Regions from separate parts of the Urocitellus parryii genome. Here region 2 is linked to region 1. Evidence: chromatin contacts called from public Hi-C data. All regions are on one chromosome and are shown on one strand. Each heading gives the region's core, a stretch centred on a gene start, on an enhancer-like site or on the middle of the called end of the contact. The rest is flanking DNA. Distances are from core to core; before and after follow the strand shown.

Region 1 (4,114 bases), core at 617-3,116:
AACATCACTCCTGCCTTCAGCATCCCACGCAATGCCAAGCACATAGCTGGTGCTCAACCAAGGAAAATGAATCATGCACAGCAGCAAACTTCATATTCTTCTTGTCCACATGTGAAGTGAGACCCGGAAGGCTAAGACCATAATCTGCATAACCACTAAACACCACAGAAGGGAGGATGCTGAGGGGTCCCTCCTTGACCCTGGTTGGTCTCAACACCCACAGACTCCCTACCCATACTGGTCTGCCCTCCACCCCTATCACTGGGGAATAAAGTGAAGCCCCTGGGCTTTCAAGTCAACTAGGAGGGAGGCAATGCAGGTGTGCACACATTTACAAGGCTCATGGAGGCTTCCCTGCCCTTCAACTCCCGGAAGAATAATGCATTAAAAGGGAAAGTGAGCTGAGCTTTGGTGGCCAACGGGGAGGTGATGGGAGCGAGGCAACCCCCTTAACCCACCCACTGACCCCTAACTCGGGGTCTCCAGCTTCGTCTTTAAGCAAAACCCCAGAGAAAGGCATAGATGTCCATCTATCCTGGCTTCTCCAGCCCCCAAGCCTACCTCTTTGGCAGGCGAGCCCCCCGGAGCACCGACTGTTGGCTGCAGACTCTCTCTCCCGCCGCCCAGGCTTCTGTCTTTGGGGAGCGGGGGCTGTCGCAACCCCAATCGCGGGGAGGGGTATACGCCCTCCCCTGGGCGCCCCAAAAGAGCTAGTGTCCACCTCCGCAGGAGCGGCGTGTTTACAAAGTTCTCGCAGCGCCGCAGATTCCGAGTTTAAAGCTGGGCAGGAAGTGGGGAAGAGGGGGCGGGGGAGACAAAGGGGCTGGGTGCTCAGCTCCGCCAAGGCTGGGTCCCCCACACCCCCAGGCGCCGCGGGGCTGCTCAATCGGCGCCGCCCCCACCCCAGCCCCGCCACTCGCGACCTGCAGACCCCGCCCCACGTGCCCTGGATTAGGGGACGGGCGACCGCAGCTCAGGTGTGGGCAGCAGGGCGGGCGCAGGCAGGTTCGGCAGCTGCCTTCTTGGGGTTCGCAACTCCGGCGTGCGCTATCCAGGAAGTAAACAACAACAGCAGGCGTGATTTCTTAACTCTTTCTGCACGCCAAGCACCGTGACAACACTGTGATCTTATTTTCCCCTGCGCGGACGACTAAGGTGCTTCGAGGTCCCTTCCTTCGAAGAACCCGCCGACAGGCGAGTGACAAAACCACTAGCAGACGCGTGGACCCAACGCCCTAGTGAGGCGGGAAAGGGACAAGGTTTCTCTGCTCGCCTCGCAATCACTAGCGGATGAATAGAGAGCGAGAGCGCAGCGAGATGTAGTGGAAGACCCCGGACTAGGTGGCCCTTAGGCTCTGCTTCCAAGTGGGCCTTGGTGGCTGCGGGGCCATGAGGACAAATTCATGCGGTGGGACGCTCTAGGGTTGCCCAAAATTACCGGCTCAGGAAAACCATCTGAGGAGCTTGTTAATAACAAGACCCTCTCCCACGGTGAAGGCACTGGGACTGGGATGGCCCAACCAGGTGTTGCTAACCTGATAAATTTGGAAACCTCTGCGAATGCAGGCGACTTCCAGGGGTCCTCTCAGGATTATGCTCTTTATGAGAAACGATTCACATTAAAATAATTTATTTTTAATCAGTAAAACCCAAAGTGCGTTTTCCTGGCCTATTCCCTAGCTCACCGAAGGCCTCAAGAATAATTCTCTCACAAAAGTTCGCGTAACTCAGAGTCATCGACGCTCCTCACCCCCAGTGCCACTGGGCTTCCGAAAACCTGGGGGGCGCGCGCCGCCCCGCCTCTCCCCGACTCCCCGCCCCGTGACTACAAGTCCCATCCCACCCCGCGCTCGCGCACACGACGCCAGAGCAAGATGGCCGACACGGCGGCCGCAGCCGGGGCCGGCAGCTCCGGAACGGTAAGGGAAGGAGGCGCAGGGCTGAAGCCCAGAGAGTTTGGGCATTCTGTAACTTTGCCCTGGCCTGGGCAACACGCTCATGCCCAGAAATCCAGCCCCACCAGGAGCTCTGAGAGGAGGAGGGTGTTTCAGGCCGAACGTCTCCCCCCCTCCTTAGGACTTGGCGACGGCCTCCTAAGTTGGTGGATCTGCGTCTTGATTGGCCAGTTCTCTGTTGGGTGGGTGGGAACCCGGAACACCTTCTGATTGGTCCAAAGAAGCCGTTTTCACCTTCTTATTGGCCATCTAAAGTTGGGAAGGATTCCGTTTCAAAATATTTAGCTTCTCTACATTTCTGTGCGATTATCCTTTGCCTTGATGTCTTCAGCTTTATGTGTTATTGTTTTATTTTTCCTTGCTAATGAAATAGTATAGAGATGGAACAAGAGAGAGATTATTTCTTTTGGCGGAAGTAGATTTATTCAATCTTTTCATACATGTTTCTTCAGCTATATTTTCTGATAATCTCTTAACACAGAAAGTGGGGGGAAAAAGCTGTTTTTCCTCCTGGAACGTTTTAGTTTGGAAGAAAGGTTATCTCTTATTTAGAGTTTGGAAGAAAGGTTATCTCTTATTTAGAGCACCCTGGGTGGTAAAGTATTACTTAGTTGGTCAAGATTTATAATTCTGAATATTAAGCATTGCTAAGTATATAGCAAAAGAACTTTGGCTTGCCATTGATGATGTGGGAACTATGTGATTGTATCCTTGTCCTGTGGTTGAAAGTCTTCCCCTGCTCTCCTGCCAATTTCACAGAGATCAGGAAGTAAACAGTCCACTAACCCTGCAGATAACTATCATCTGGCCCGGAGGAGAACCCTGCAAGTGGTTGTGAGCTCCTTGCTCACAGAAGCAGGGTTTGAGAGTGCTGAAAAAGCATCTGTGGAAACATTGACAGAAATGCTGCAAAGCTGTGAGTACCAGGAAACACTAGGCTGTCTTCTAGTCAACCCAACATCAGATCTATGCCTTGTACTGCAATGGTGTTAGGACTTAAGGCAAAAGCGGGGGTGGGGAATGAAGTGACTTACAGGCTTCAGAATCAGATAGGCTTGGGTATAAGTCATTATTATGTCCCTTAATAACTTAGGCAAGTCACTAAACCTCCCATACCTCAGTTTCCTCATTTGTGAAATGGGGTAATAAATTGTACCTCAGGGAGTTGTGAGTATAAGTGAGATTTAAATGTAAAACATTCTGAGATAGGAAAATTGTAAGCTCTTGATTATTCTCTTATTATTGTTATTTCTCTTTCTCTCCCTGCTTCCATCCGTTTCTTTTTTTTTTTTCTTTCCTCTCTCTCTCTCTTTCTCTCTCTCTCAGGGGGTTTGTATATGTTCCTAGGGATTAAACCTAGGGGCACTCTAACACACCAGCCCTTTTTATTTGAGACATGGTCTTACTATGCTGCTGAAGCTGGCCTTGAATGTACCTCAGCTTCCCAAATAGCTTGGATTATAGGCATATATCACTATGTCTGGCTTGTTTTAATCATTTTTAAGTGTACAATTCATTGGTATTAATTACATTCATCATATTGTGCAACGATCAATTCTATCCATTTCCAGAAGTTTTCATCATTTCAAACAGAAACTCTACCCATAAACAATAACACCCCATTTCTCTTTTCTTCTAATCTACTTTCTTTCTATATAAATTTGCTTTTTCTAGGCATCTCATATAAGTGGAATCTTAAAGTATTTACCTTTTTGTGTCTGGATTATTTCATTTATTTTATTTTATTTGCCAAAAGAGTTTTCAGAGTTCATCCATGTTGAACATATATAAATTTAATTTCTTTTGAAGGTTGAATAATATTCTATTCTATGTATGCCCCACAATTTATCCATTATCTTGTCAGTGGAGAATAATTTTTCTCCACCACTTGGCTGTTGTGAACAATGCTGCTATGAACATGGATATGTAAGTATCTCTAAGTCCCTGCTTTCAATTCATTTGGGTATAGACCTAGAAGTGGAATTGCTGCTTCACATGGTGATTCTATATTTAACTTTCTGAGGAACTGAGAATAAGACCTCATGCTTTCGATCCTCTCATAGACATTTCAGAAATTGGGAGGAGTGCCAAGTCTTACTGTGAGCACACAGCCAGGACCCAGCCTACGCTGTCAGATATTGTGGTCACTCTGGTTGAGA
Region 2 (4,170 bases), core at 1,392-3,891, 210 kb before region 1:
CAGGAAACTCACTTCCATATGCAGCTCTTACCTCACCCAGGCCATTGGGGAGCTGACCATGGGAGGGGCATGGGGATGGATTCCCACTTTATTCCCCCTGTCCTTGGTGGGGTATCATGGCAAACAGCCTGCAGAGAAGACACCTGGATCCCTCTGGGTCACACCTGGGGCTCACCTAGCATAGAAAACAGAGACCACAGAAAACAGAGATTAATGGAAAACTCCTATCCTCATCCCAACTGATAATGAAACTGAACTGTTATCATCCATTCCATCTGGACATCTGTTCTAGATCCCAATGGAACACAAACACCTATAAAGAAAGATCATGGAACCACAAATTCTAAGCCCCATAGGCTCAGAGAGAGAGAGACTCCTCTGGCATCAATTTGAAGTCTGAGACACCCAAGATGTTCCAAGACCTCCAGGTTTATATTCCCCTGTCAGTGCTATTACATGCAACACCCAAAACAAGGCCTTACTTTTGCAAAGAATTTTAACTCTACAAAGAACTTTCTTAAAAAGTACATTATAATGTACTAGAAATAGCACTGGCTTAAGATTCAGGAAACCAATATCATAGTCTGTTTTGTTGCTACCAAATATCTGGGAGACTGACAAGTCAATTCCCCACTACCCCATCCCCAACTCCTACTAGAGGCCTTAGTTTTTAGGGGAAACATTAGAAAACTGTGGCACTCATAGCTTCAATAACTTCTAGAGGTAAGTATGTAAGACCAACATCACTAAAATGGACAGTTTCCTCTTCCAGGACAAGCTTCTTCAATGGCACATTTTGAAGCTAGACTGACTTTCTGTTCCCCAAACTCTGAAAAGTCCAATTTTAACAAAAATATTAACAAGCCAAATTTGAGAGCATCTGCACCCCAGGTAGAAAAGTCAACAAACTAAGACTCTGAAGACTCTCAAAATCCCCACCCCCCACCCCCACCCCACCCCCTCTGGAAAAAGTATTTCCCAGGGACACAGTGCCCTGCATCTTTGCACAACTCCTAGGTAAAAGGACCCCCACCCTCTTAGTGTGGTTTATTCTCTGGGAGGAAGGAGGAAGGAGGAAGCAGGCCAAAGGAGATGTGCACAGCCTAAAGATAGATTCCTGGGAAAACACTGGAGCTTAAGCTATCAGAGGGAGTGAGGATTGTGTGTGAAACCAAGAACTACGGGGTGCAAGTGGGGGAAGGGTTGTACTTTTCCTGTCTCCATCTTTTCCATCAGATGATGTTTGGACATATCATTAGATAACCCATTGAGGGGAGATTCCATTGGGCGGGAAGGATGGGGGAGGGGGCTCCCATCCAGGATAGGTATGGAGTGGGGACTGGAGTTAGATGGGGTTATGGTGACTAAAATGCATGCATGCAAAGGAGGGACGTGGGCAAGAATTGGATTTGAGCATGGTGCAAAGAAAACAGAAGATATGAAGGCTCGATCTGAGAAATTTCAGGGAAGTGGAAGCATCTGGGGACATTCAGAACGGTGGGTCTGTGCGCGTTTCAGGGGATTCGTAAAGTGATCAAGGGGTTTTGAGGGCTACAGGAGATGCGAAGGTGTGACGGGGGAGGGGGAGAAGGTAGGGTCTGGGGAGTAAGAGGCAGATTTGGCAGCAGGGTTGTCAAGGGGTTATTTCTAGGGACCCGCAAGGAATGGGAAGGTCGGGCCGCGCACCGTGCCTGGATCCCCGCCCCCAGCCCTGGGGACTCCACCGCCCGCTTGCCCGGGGCTTCCTAGGGAGGGAGCAGAGACTGCGGCGCGGCGCGACGCGGCCTCAGTAGAGCCGCCTCGTCCCCGCCCCGCCGCGCCCCGACTCACATCGCCCCTCGGCCCGGGCGGCGCCGGGCCCCGCTCCCGGGTCCCGCTGCAGTAACCGCCGCCCGCCCGGAGCTAAGGCCTCCCCGCCCCGCCCCGCGGCCGCGGGGTCGGAGGTCACCAGCAGCACCAACGAGACGCTGCGGGCGGGCGGACCCGAGCGGGGGCGACCGGCGCACAGCCTAGAAGGTCCCTTTGGAGGACTTTGCAGTCGGGAACAGGGAGCATGCGCAGACGCCAGAGGGCGCTCCCGGTCAGCGGCTGGGAACCCTGGCGGGAGCGGGGCGGGGCCTAAAGCGGAGGCGGGGCTGAGGAGGCACGAAAGATAGGGGAGAAGGTCCGAGGGATAAAAAGGGAGAAGAGCGGGACCCTAGAGGGCTGAGGAGAGGAAAAACGGCGGGGGGACCAACGGGGACAAGAAGACGGGAACGGGAGGGAAGCACACCGAGAGGGGTAGGGTTGGGGCCAGAGGGGAGGTCTGAGGGGACCTGGGACCCTCCGGGGAGCAGAGGCTGCAGACTCCGCTGTGCGCTTTCTTTCTCCGCGCGGCTAAGAACCTGGGCGGAGTCCCGGCGCAAAGCCCACGCCTGGCGAGGGCAAGGCAGCCTGCTCTGTCTCCACCCTGGGATCCCACGAATGCTCTTCTTAAGTCCCCCCTCCCCGCGGCGCCCCTCTCCACCAGCCGGACCGGGCGGGAGGGCGAGGACCGCTGGGGAAGCGGGGGAGGAAGGGCCGCACCTACCCCGCGGGCAGAGGCGGGGGGCGGGGCTAGGGGCGGGTCGGACGGCGGGTCTGTCCAGAACAGCGCGGACACCGGCTGGAAGCTGCGGTGAGGCCCCGGCGGAGTCCCGGTCCCCTTCCCTAGGCTACTAGCCAGACAAGGAGCCCGAGTAGACTTGGAAACCACACCACCCCATATCCCCTCTCTGCGGGTGGGCCCCATAAAGTCCTAGAAAAACTTTGGGATCTATTAAGAGGGCACTTGGCGGTACCGGACACTCCCCGCCCCTTTCCCCCCCACTGTCCGGGGGAAACCCCTTCCCTCCTGCTCGCCAACCCCTAGAGCCTGTCGGACTCTGCCCTTCTAGGCAGGCGTGGGTTGAGGATTTCTATACTCCCTGAGCGTGGTTCCACCTGCGGGGAGGCGGCAGTTCAACCCTGTCCCTCATCTGGGGAGAGGAGGGAGGGGAAATATGGCATGTTAGTAAGGTGGGGTCCAGTGCTAGGTGGAGGTAAGTTAGGCTGCTCTGGGTAGAGATGGGGGAAGAGTGAGAGACAAAGATCTGAGCGCTGTATCTAAATTCGGACAATTCCGTGCTGAACTTCAGTTATTAGCTAACCTAGAAGAAAGTGCAAATCCCCTTCTGAGGTCCCATATGTCCCCCTTCTTGCTATCTAGAGCAGGGTCAGTGCTGTTAGGGGAAGTTGCTACTCTTGGCTCCCAGTTTGAATAGTCCATCCTGGCTGTCTTCTACAGGAAATCTGCCTGACCTGAGGACAGAACAGGAAGGAAGCAGGTGGGTGTGGAGCCAGAAAGAAGGGAAGGGTGGCACAGGACATTTGAAACAGGGCTGAGGAGGATTCAGGCCTGGGAAGCACTGATAACTGTTATGGTCCAAACCTGGGCCCAACTCCAAAGTCATGTCTTAAAAGAGGCCAGAGATTTAATATTTACCCCCCTATTCCCAGCTGCTGTTAGACTCCATCCAGCTCTGAGGCCACCTCCTCCTAAAGCTTCCTTTAGCTTTCTAGTGTGACCTTGGACATATTAAAGTTTGTTTCAGCTGTAAAATGGGACAAAATAAACTGTTTTATAGGATTATTGTGGGGATGGATTATATTATGTAAAATCCTAAAATTGTCCCTGGCACAGAGTAAACGAAAAAATTAACTATGGTAGTCCTCCCCACCACCAGCCCCACTGAACTCAGGGGCACTTTACCACTGAGCTAAGTCCCTACCCCTTTTTTTATATTGAGACAGGGTCTTGCTAAGTTGCCAAGGTTGGCCTCGAACTTGTGGTTCTCCTGCTTTACCCTTCTGAATAGCTGGGATCACAGCCTGTACCACTGCACACTGGCTGCTATGGTAATGGTAATTTTTTCCCCCAGTGTGTGTGATGTGCCCAGCGTTCTGGTCCCATTCGGTCTGGTTTCATCACTAGCCTATGAATTCTTTGAAGGCAGGGCCCATCTCTATTATACTTCAGTAGTTTCTTTTCACCATCAAGATACTGCAGTCACATCAGGACTTGCTAAGAAAGTCTAAAGAAATGTATTAAGATTATCCAATGAAATTGCTGCCATAGAGGCTGAGGATGTAGCTCAGTGGTAGAGCACTTGC

Evidence for each region. A called contact is a pair of places that touch in the nucleus more often than the background predicts.
Region 2: a contact with region 1 is called in a Hi-C map of muscle, with 4 times the contacts expected there. The contact joins the promoter of Prickle4 here to the promoter of Taf8 in region 1. A contact is called at or near these places in 2 of 2 Hi-C or Micro-C datasets (liver and muscle).

Annotation. Positions count from the first base shown.
Region 1 is chr8:108,985,560-108,989,673 of mUroPar1.hap1, reverse strand. Taf8 (TATA-box binding protein associated factor 8) reads left to right here and starts at 1,866. Exons shown (of 8, transcript XM_026383552.2): 1 at 1,866-1,919; 2 at 2,715-2,871; 3 at 4,019-4,114. The coding sequence starts at 1,875. It overlaps Ccnd3 (cyclin D3), which reads right to left and starts at 748. Exons shown (of 5, transcript XM_026383491.2): 1 at 562-748.
Region 2 is chr8:109,197,407-109,201,576 of mUroPar1.hap1, reverse strand. It overlaps Prickle4 (prickle planar cell polarity protein 4), which reads left to right and starts at 2,641. Exons shown (of 7, transcript XM_026383686.2): 1 at 2,641-2,656. It overlaps Frs3 (fibroblast growth factor receptor substrate 3), which reads right to left and starts at 1,914. Exons shown (of 7, transcript XM_026383570.2): 1 at 1,831-1,914; 2 at 32-175.